Linked DNA regions of Mus musculus: region 2 is linked to region 1. The links are chromatin contacts, called in public HiChIP or PLAC-seq maps. All regions are on one chromosome and are shown on one strand. Each heading gives the region's core, a stretch centred on a gene start, on an enhancer-like site or on the middle of the called end of the contact. The rest is flanking DNA. Distances are from core to core; before and after follow the strand shown. Region 1 holds the start of Tor1b (torsin family 1, member B). Region 2 overlaps Fnbp1 (formin binding protein 1).

Evidence for each region. HiChIP or PLAC-seq counts read pairs in DNA pulled down with a chosen protein or histone mark.
Region 2: a contact with region 1 is called in an HNF4G HiChIP or PLAC-seq map of pancreatic cancer cells. The contact joins the enhancer-like site here to the promoter of Tor1b in region 1. A contact is called at or near these places in 4 of 39 promoter capture datasets (embryonic stem cells and liver), 3 of 115 datasets of contacts at active chromatin or transcription factors (embryonic stem cells and pancreatic cancer cells) and 3 of 9 other capture datasets (adipose tissue, liver and pancreatic islet).

The regions. Positions count from the first base shown.
Region 1 is chr2:30,950,581-30,955,293 of GRCm38.p6, forward strand. Tor1b (torsin family 1, member B) reads left to right here and starts at 2,421. Exons shown (of 5, transcript NM_133673.3): 1 at 2,421-2,643; 2 at 3,172-3,437. The coding sequence starts at 2,445.
Region 2 is chr2:31,041,020-31,045,732 of GRCm38.p6, forward strand. Fnbp1 (formin binding protein 1) reads right to left here. Exons shown (of 17, transcript NM_001177648.1): 11 at 3,863-3,877. Among named protein-coding and RNA genes, the nearest start is that of Gm39786, 47 kb to the left of the region's middle. Within about 2 kb of position 2,077, at least 49 of the 459 cell types and tissues checked have an H3K27ac peak or open chromatin away from gene starts, as enhancers often do. A contact at or near this core is called in pancreatic cancer cells, where this site is marked.

The DNA of each region.
Region 1 (4,713 bases), core at 1,171-3,670:
TTTGTAGATCAGGCTAGCCTCAAATGCAAAGATCTGCCTATCTCTGCCTCCTGAGTGCTGGGATTAAAGGCATGAGCTTATTGTCAGCTTTTACAGTGTCCTATTTTAGACTGCTAAAATAGACTCCAGAGCCGGGCGATGGTGGCACACACCTTTAATCCCAGCACTTGGGAGGCAGAGGCAGGCAGATTTCTGAGTTCGAGGCCAGCCTGGTCTACAAAGTGAGTTCCAGGACAGCCAGGGCTATACAGAGAAACCCTGTCTCGAAAAAACAAAAAAATAAAATAAAATAAAATAGACTCCAGCCATCATCCTAACCCTGCAGTCAGCTTGGACTCCTGAAGCAGGGCTGATCAATCAGTCACATTATGGCAAGGAACTTACACCAACCCCAGGCATGGGCGAGCAAACATGTCATCCTGTGAGTGTGGTTTTCTCTGAAGGGACGGCTGGATCAATCTTTTGAGAACTGATTTGTTCCTTCAAACAGTATGGACTCCTGTGAGCCATCATTCAAACCTAGACCTGAGATAATGATCAACCAGACCACCCTTTGACCAGGACAGCTTACCTATGCATGCCTCTTGTCCCTTGTCCCAATTCTTCCTCTATGTAAACCTGAAGCTCATGGCAGTGTCCAGAAGATGGACTTGGGGGTCACCTGCCCCCACCATCTGCTCCTACTCCCAATGAGACACCTGAGTAGAAACTCTTTTATCTGCTTTTCACTCATAAGCATCTCTTTAATTAGCATGCTGGGACAGGAGACTGAGATTAGCCTGCTGGGGCTCTGGGGCCTTACCTTTTTGCCCTATCCCCCCAGAAATAAGGACAGTCGTGGTCAGTGGCTCTGTTGTGAGGTCAGGAGCCATACCTGACCTATTCCCTGCTGTAAGCCTGGTATATGGGTATATGTGCTTTATATAGTGTTGGGCCTGACACACAGCCAGAGTTCACGAGTTATTTATTGCACATTAGTTACTAAAGGAACTCAACCAAGTTTGGCAAAGTCTGGACCAAGTATGTATGGACAATCTATTTCCTTGGGGAATGATCTTCAAGTTGGCTGTATTGTCCCTATTAAAAGCCTGTGGCAGCCAGGCGGTGGTGGCGCACACCTTTAATCCCAGCACTTGGGAGGCAGAGGCAGGCGGATTTCTGAGTTCGAGGCCAGCCTGGTCTACAGAGTGAGTTCAAGGACAGCCAGGGCTCCGCAGAGAAACCCTGTCCCAAAAACAAAACAAAACAAAACACCCAAACAAACAAACAAACAAAAAGGAAAAAAGCCTGTGGCTTCAAATTCTATATCAAGTTGATATAATGAAGGCGTGTGGAGGAGTAATCACACATTTCAGACGGGCTGTTTACAAACTCTACTCTTTACATAAACCACACCACTGCTTGTTTTCTGCATGACCAACTTCGTCGGTTTTTGATTAATACCTCTAATCTTCAGCATAGGCAAAGGCTTTCCCTGCCCCACAGTACCTGGACTTTGATGACTCAGTAGTCCTTGTCCCCTTGCTTGCCTCCCCTACAGCCTGTGTGTCCTGAAAGGCAGGACCAACTCTACTCCATGGATGAATTCCCAGCGGGCAACCTGGGGCCCACTGTGTGGTATGCGCATAGACAAATGTCTGTCTCCCTTGTGAATCCCCCACAGGTGTCCCTATGTGCGTTACATCCCTAGTGCTCAGCCCTGTCTCTCTCACAACAAGCACACATTATTGTTGCTATTATTATTATTATTATTTTATTTATTTATGTATTATCTTATATGTATGTGCACGCCTGAGCTTCTGTACAGCACCGTATACGTGGAGGTGCCCACAAAGCTCGGAGGAAAAGTTCTGGAGGTACAGGCAATCATAAGCCACCAGATGTGGATGCTGGGAGCCCAATCTGGGCTTTTGATTTTTATGTGTGCATAATTTTCCAATAATTTTATTATGTTGTGTGTATGATTGTTTTGCTTGCGTGTATGTCTGTGTCCCGTGTGTGTGTGTGCAGTGCTTACAGAGGCCAAAAGAGAGTGGCAGAACCCCTGGAACTGGTTAGAGACCGTCACAAAACAGGAATGTGGGTGCTTGGAAGTGAACCCAGGTCCTCAGGAAGAGCTAGTCAGTGCCCCTAACAACTGATCCATCTCTGCGTTCTCTCCCTCTCTCCGTCTCCTGTGTGTGTGTGTGTGTGTGTGTGTGTGTGTTTGTATAACAAACCAACCAACAAACAAACAGGACCTCTAAAAGATAGGAATGAAATTCCTTTAATGGTCTCTAGAGGGTTTCCTGACACTCACAACGTTGGTGACAATAATCTCCCCGCCCCTTTCCAACAAGGCGGCTTTCTAGCTAAGCGGAAGTGACAGCGCCGTACCGGAAGTTCAGTCCCTGGGACTGAATCCTGCGCTCGGAGCGCAGCCGCACGGTGCTTCCCTGCGTGCGATGAGACGAATCGGAGCGTTTGGGGGCTCCACGGCCCTGTGGGCGCTGCTGGCCGCCCACGTGGCGGGGGCGTTCGAGCCCGTAAGCGTGGGCATCGCCATCGGGGCCGTGTCGGCGCTCACCGGCTACCTGTCCTATACCGATTTCTACTGCCGCTTCACCGAGTGCTGCCATGAGGAACGGCCCCTCAACACGTCGGGTATGTGCCCGCGGGCCGGTCGGGGCGGGCGGGAGGGCACTGGGAGCTTGGCTCCCGCTCCTGCTGGATGCGGCGCCGCGGGAGACACACACGGCCGGGACCTCGCCACACCTTTGCAGGCCTTGCAATGACCACCTGGAGAACTGAACGCAACGGGGCCAGCTGGTGCGCCCCGCCAGGGGGTGCCAGGCGTGGAGCTCCATCCAGAAAGCCCGCCTGTTGCTCTTGCTGTTTGTTTGTTTTTTTTTCGAGCCATCAGGGGTGGCGGGAAAGCTAGCCCGGAGCACAGCCGCCAAATGGTTCTTCCCTGGATGAAAGAATCTGTGTAGCTTGTTTGACATTTAGATGTTAAGGAGAACTGGCACTTAAGGATCTGACTGTAGGTCCTTATGATTCTGGCTCTGATCTGTGAGATCTCTGCATTTTTCATCCCTTCTGGCCCTGCTGGATCAGTCGCTAACTGTGCCTCTGACTCAGGTACTTTTTTAACCTGTGTTTTTCTCTTTGTTCCGGTGCGGGCCTCCGCAGCCCTCAAGCTGGACTTGGAAGAGAAGCTGTTTGGACAGCACCTTGCCACCGAAGTGATTCTCAAGGCATTGACTGGCTTCAGGAACAACAAAAATTCCAAGAAACCATTGACTCTGTCCTTGCACGGCTGGGCTGGCACGGGCAAGAATTTTATCAGCCAGATTGTGGCTGAAAACCTTTATCCAAAAGGCCTGAAGAGTAACTTTGTCCACCTGTTCGTCTCTACTTTGCACTTCCCTCATGAGCAGAAGATAAAGGTGTACCAGGCAAGAAAACCTACCGATTTTTGATCATATGCCTGGGGTACTTTACTCAGTAGCTCTGGCCTCTGCTTTTCTTTCTCTGCCTTGAAGTGCTCCATCTGGCCTCTGCTTTGCTTTCTGCTATTTATTTGACTGAGTTTTACTGTGTAGGTCTGGCAGGCCTGGAACTCACAGAGATCTACCTACCTCTGCCCTCCAAAGGCTGGGATTAAATGCCTAGCCTCTCTTTATTTATACTTTCTGAGACAGTGCCTCATCGTGTAGTCCAGGCTGGCTTTGGTGTTAGGGATCCAGCTTTCTGAGGGCTGAGATCAACAGGCATCTATCAATTTGCCCAGTTTATGGCATGTGGGAGAGAGGGTGGTTTTAGACAGGGTCTAATGTAGCCCAGGTTGGCTTCAAACTCACTATAAATAGCAGAGGCTGGCTTTGAACTTCTGATCCTCCTACCTTCAACTTCCAAGTGCTGGGATTATAGGTGTGTCCCATCTTCTTTGTTTCTAAAATTGCTATTCCAAAATAATCCAGTGAGGTAGGGGATGCTATGATCATTTAAAGATGGAGCCAACTAGTGTAGGGGTGAGGTGGGGTGGGGTATCATTCCTGGGATAGGGGGAGGGAGGAGGGGACTGAAATCAGAGAAAGTGGACAAGAGAGGCAAGGTGACTTGTCCCTCACAACCTGAACTCCTCACCTCCTGTCTCCAGGCCTCTGCCTTAGGCACTCATAAAGGGATTTCCATTCCCAGCAGGGCACAGGGTGTTAGGTAGGGCGGCCTTAGATAGTTTGCTTGGGCATGGCCACATCTAAAACTTGCCACCTCTGTCTGCTGCCCGTGTGAGTCGGAAGCAAAGCTCCAGCCTGGTTTTCCTTGTGAGATCTCTGCATTTTTCATCCCTTGAATCTGATGTAAATGACTATCTTGCTTATTGGTGTTTGACCCCCTGCTGGACGGAGCTAGCAAACAGAAACCCCATCGAAGGAGGAAAGGAAACTGTTGTCAGCCAGGGAGGAGTGCCAGAAGGAAGGGTTTATTTGAAGGTGCTGAGGAAGTGCTGTGCCACCAAGCTACCCGTCGCCACCATGAAGTTATGTTCATGTTTTCCAGATTTTATTATAGATCTCTTGAAGTACAGTATTTGCAGTGGGAAGTCTGTAGTTGTGGCCTTTCCCACTTAGGGGATGAGAAGTTGTTGCTTGGGTGTTTCAATAAAGCAAGGGTGCTAGGGAGGTAGCTCAGGGTTTCTCATTCCAGCCAGGGCAGCACCTTCACTCACTG
Region 2 (4,713 bases), core at 827-3,326, 90 kb after region 1:
CCCCCTTCTGGTGTCACTTGTCCCTCGCTGACTCTGGGACCCCAGATTTACTTCCTACAGTGTACAAAACCAACCTCCCGTGCTTCTACTGTCAGAGCGTGTGGTAACACGCCCTGACCCCTTCTCTGCAGGGTTGAACCTGAGGCCTACATGTGCTAGACATGCATTGTACTTCCAGACTACAGTCTCAAACTCACAGTGATCCCCCTGCCTTAGTTTTCTAGGTAGTGGAATTAAAGGGGTAAACCACCACATCTAGCTCCTGATCCCCCCTCCCCAGACTTAAAAGATTTTATTTTAAAATTGTATGTGTAAGTGCCCATAGCCCATATGCACACGTGCACCTGTGTGTTCAGTGAAGAGGGCATTAGGGTCCCTGGAATGAGTTACAGGTGGTCGTGAGCTACAGGATGTTGGAAAAGAACTTGGGTCTTCTGCATTCTCCTAACTACCAAGCCGTCTCTCCAGCTCTGGCTCAGCTGAGTGCAATCCTTCAGACTCAGACTCCCGAGTGCCAGGGTCGCAGGCATGAGTCACCACACCTGGCTGGGACTCTCTTAAGCTCCTACTGCACTGTTGGCTCTTACTGTACTTTCAGTAGGCGCTCTCGGGGAGCTGGTCTTCCTCCAAGGACTGCCTCCTTGGCTTCAAGGCAGTACAAGAGCTCTTCCTTAAGTGAGGCCATTTTCATAAAGAATGAAATGTATTCAATGGACCCAGAGAAAGCCAGGAAATTTATAAAAAGAGATTTTACTTGAAAACCTCAATTCTTTTCAAACAAGAGCGAGACTGACTTGGTGGCCCAGGGAACGTGATTCTGGAATCCAGCTGGATTTGCCAAGCAGCTTACATGGGGGCTTGTGACAGAGGCTTCTAGGCTGATTAGGAGAAGCTGCTGCCGGGGGAGCACAGGAGTCAGCAAATGGCTCGCCCCTTAGGCCAGGTGGAGGTCAGCACTCCATCCTGAGACCCCCTGGGTGTGTGGTGGGTGTGGGAGCGGGAGAGGATGGGCAGTATTCCTGTCACCAGGCCAAGCATGGTCCTACAGGCCAGCGGCTCCCCTCTCCCACGCACACTAGTGAAACATCACTGTCTAGCTTTCTACTCATTCTATTTAAGCACTGAGCTTGGAGGAAAATCCATCTTTACAATATGTATTCATTCTACAATCTGTGGGAGTCAGCTCCATCTTTCAACCATGTGGGTCTCTGGAATTCATCGGGTTAGCACCAAACAGCCCATTCCAGTGAGCCAGCTTGGCGACCCTGATCATTGTTTCCTAGATTGGTGTATGTGTGTGTGTGTAGTTTGAGACAGGGTATCTTGGTTGTTTCCCATTGCATACTCTACCCACACAGTGCTAGGCTTATATACACGTCTGCCTGCTGCTGGGCTTATAAATACTTTCGCCTCTGGACTCATTTTCCCAGCCCTGAGGTTTTGTTTGTTTTGCTTTTAAATCTCAGACGGAACAAAATTCAATGCAAGTCATGGAGTTGTGTCAGCAAGGTGATCTGGGCAGTGGCCAGAGAGCCTTCTAGAACTTTCTGTGATGCTGGGGACATTGTGTGGCTGCACTGTACAGCTACTACAGCTGACTGCCCCACTTGAATGTGGCTGGTTCAGTGGTGACCCGACTCTTAGGACATGTATGAGGCTTGGACGGCATCTGAATGGCTTTGGAGACGCCTGTAAGGAACACTGCAGGCTGGTGGCTTGTGACTGGCCCTAGAAGAGGAAGGACTAGTTACTCATGACAACAAAATCATCATCTTCAATTGATAAAAGGTCCATCGAAGAGCCAGGTCCCTCTCAATAGCTACCCTGGCTATGTCAACAGTGTTATTACTTGAAAACAAGTCACTGGGAAAACCTCACACCTTGGTTGCTATGGAGATTCAGGTCAGCAGCTTCTCATAGAAACTTAGGATCTATAGAAAGGGTGTCTCACCCAATTGGGCTTTTGAAGTTTAGATTTTCTCAAACAAAGCTGTGGCAGGTGACTCACTCTGCGGAGAAGGGGCTCTTGTTTCTAGCGCTGAGTCATGGGGGATGTCTCTGACACAGCCAGAGTGACCCAGTTTGTAGAATGGTGGAACCTGCCCTGGAGGGTGTGGCCAGACACACCCAGGTTAGAGGGGTCTGTATTCGGCCTTGCCCCATCTTCTGATGGGACCCACACTGCTCCCGGGCACAAGCCCGGATAAAACAGATGTTTGCTTGTACAGCCAATTCATTTTCTACCTCATAGTTCACGTCTGTGTGCATGTTTGTGGTACATGCTGATGCGTGCATACCCAAGGGGTTGCTCCAGCTGGACGTCAGGCATCTTTCTCCCTCTGTATCTTACAGCCTTGGATCTGGCTTTTCAGTTGAGGCTGGGTGCCCCAGTGCCTTCCTCACACTCACCTATCTCCACCCCTCAGTGCCAGGGCTGAAGATATATGCAGCCATACTTGGCTTTCTTGATGGTATTGGAATTTAAACATGCCTTCAAGCTTGTCAGGACAAGCAGCCCTACCCACTGTGCCATCTCTAAATGCCATGGAAGCAACAGCCCACTCCCAAGCTGGTGAAAGGATTTGTTTCCCAAAAGGAAAGACTGCTTAAAGTTATTCAGCATCCAGACCTCTTCCATCTGAGAGACCCCTCTTGACTGCAGACTCTTCCCGGGGTTTCATTTTTGAGAAATATTATTTAATAAAAAAATTAATTATATATGTCTTTGAGATTGACTGGACTGTGGATAAAATAGAGTCAGTTGAGAAATGATGTATGTACACGTATGCATGTGCACAGCTACAGGAAATTCATGGGCACATGGCACATGTCATGCCAGGCCATCAAGAGTAGGACACCCAGCAAGAGTGATACCCCAGGTATTACTCTGTGGTTAGCTAACATGGTCCATTACTGTGAGAATGGAGGAATTGCTCTGCCTTGGCATTCAGGAAGATTCCATGACTTTAATCTTTGTGTGTGTGTGTGTGTGTGTGTGTGTGTGTGGCTGGGGATGGAATCTGGGACTTTGCCTGTGTTAGGCAGACTCTACTACTGAACCATGAACCATGTCCGCAGTCCTCATTCATTCTCAAAGCATAGTGGGTTATGTTGGTTAAGATTTTCTTTTAATAAATCAGTTACTCAGGCTGTTTGCTTGAATTACACCATGAAGGAGAAGCAAGACAGACAGATGCTAGGTAGATAGCTCAGGCAAGGATGGACCAGGAGTTCTCTTTGTCCATCAAAGCATCTATGGCCCCTGGAATCAGCTTTACCCAATGCTCCCACCAAAGATCATAGCTTCCCACTGGTCTTCCCTACCAGAAACCTGAGCAGTCATGACAGGCATGACACATGCATGACTGTCTCCTTCAGGGTCTCTCTACATAGCTCTGGCTGGCCTGGAACTCACTCTGCAGACCAGGCTGGCCTCAAACTCACAGAGATCCTCCTGCCTCTGCCTCCCCAGTGTCTCCTTTAGGCTCTCAGTTTTGTTTTGTTTTTTGTTTTTACCTATCTACTCCTGTGGCTCCCAGGAAGGGACTACCTACCCAGAATGATCCAGTAGGAAGACCCCCCCCCCTGCTCCTCAATTTCTGACAATTACATTCAAATGAATATAGATAATTGATCAATGCTTGGCAACTCTAAGGTCCCCAAAGTAAAATAAAATAAAATCATGTTAAGCATTAATTTTCTTAGTAAGTAAGACAGTCACGCAACCAAACACCAACAAAAGCACCCACAGGAGAATGAAGGGGAACAGTTAATGTCGGGGGCAGGCTGCCCGGGGCAGAGCACACACAGCACACACCAGAACCCAATTAGACCAGGGACATGCACGGGATGTGGTGCTTACCAGCTTGAGAGAAAGCTTCGTGGGAAATTGAAGAGGTAACAAACGGGAAAGAGAGAGAGAGAGAGAGAGAAACACAGGTCAGAAGAGGAGGCACTGGCCGGTCTCACTGGACGCATAACAGCAGTTCCCTGCTGACTTGTGAAATGGCCAGGCAGATCTGTGCAAAAGTTCACAGGAGGGGCTGCTCGGGAGAGAAACTCTTCTTAGCATCTTGGGTGCCAGAGCTGAGACAAGGTGTGAGAGGGTCGTCATGGCCCTGCAGAGTCAGTCACCTTCCACTGGATGCTTCTGAAAGTCAGCTTCCTGGGGAGGGTGACTTGGGGAAGTGCTGGGAACAGACCCTAGGACTTTAAACCTGCTAGGCATATCGGTGACAAATAATGACCCTAAGAGGGAAAAAAATTGCATAGCACTTCTCTCCCAGAACATCTTTATGCAGAGTCTTTTTAAAATTTTACTTTTGAGACAGGGTTACCCAATGTACATCCCTGGCTGGGATGGCCTCAGTTTTCAGGGAACCTTCCCTTCTGTCTCCTGAATGCTGGGGTCATAGGCAGCTTCTCCCCATAGCCCCCCACTCCCCACGATTCTTCTCTTCTGTCCCCCACCCCCAGCGCTGGGGTCATTGGCAGCCAGCCCTCCTTCTGGTGTTTAGTTTTTATTTTTTTAACATTGGCTTTTTAAATGAAAAATACTTATTTTTACTTATGTGTGTAAATATGTGTGCGCACACTCTAGGGCATGTACAAGCTCGCCTAAAAGAGGGCAACAGAACCCTTGGAGCCGGAGTCATGGGGTGTGAGCAGACATGTAGGAGCTGGAGTAGAATTCTGGTTCTCTGTAAGAACGGC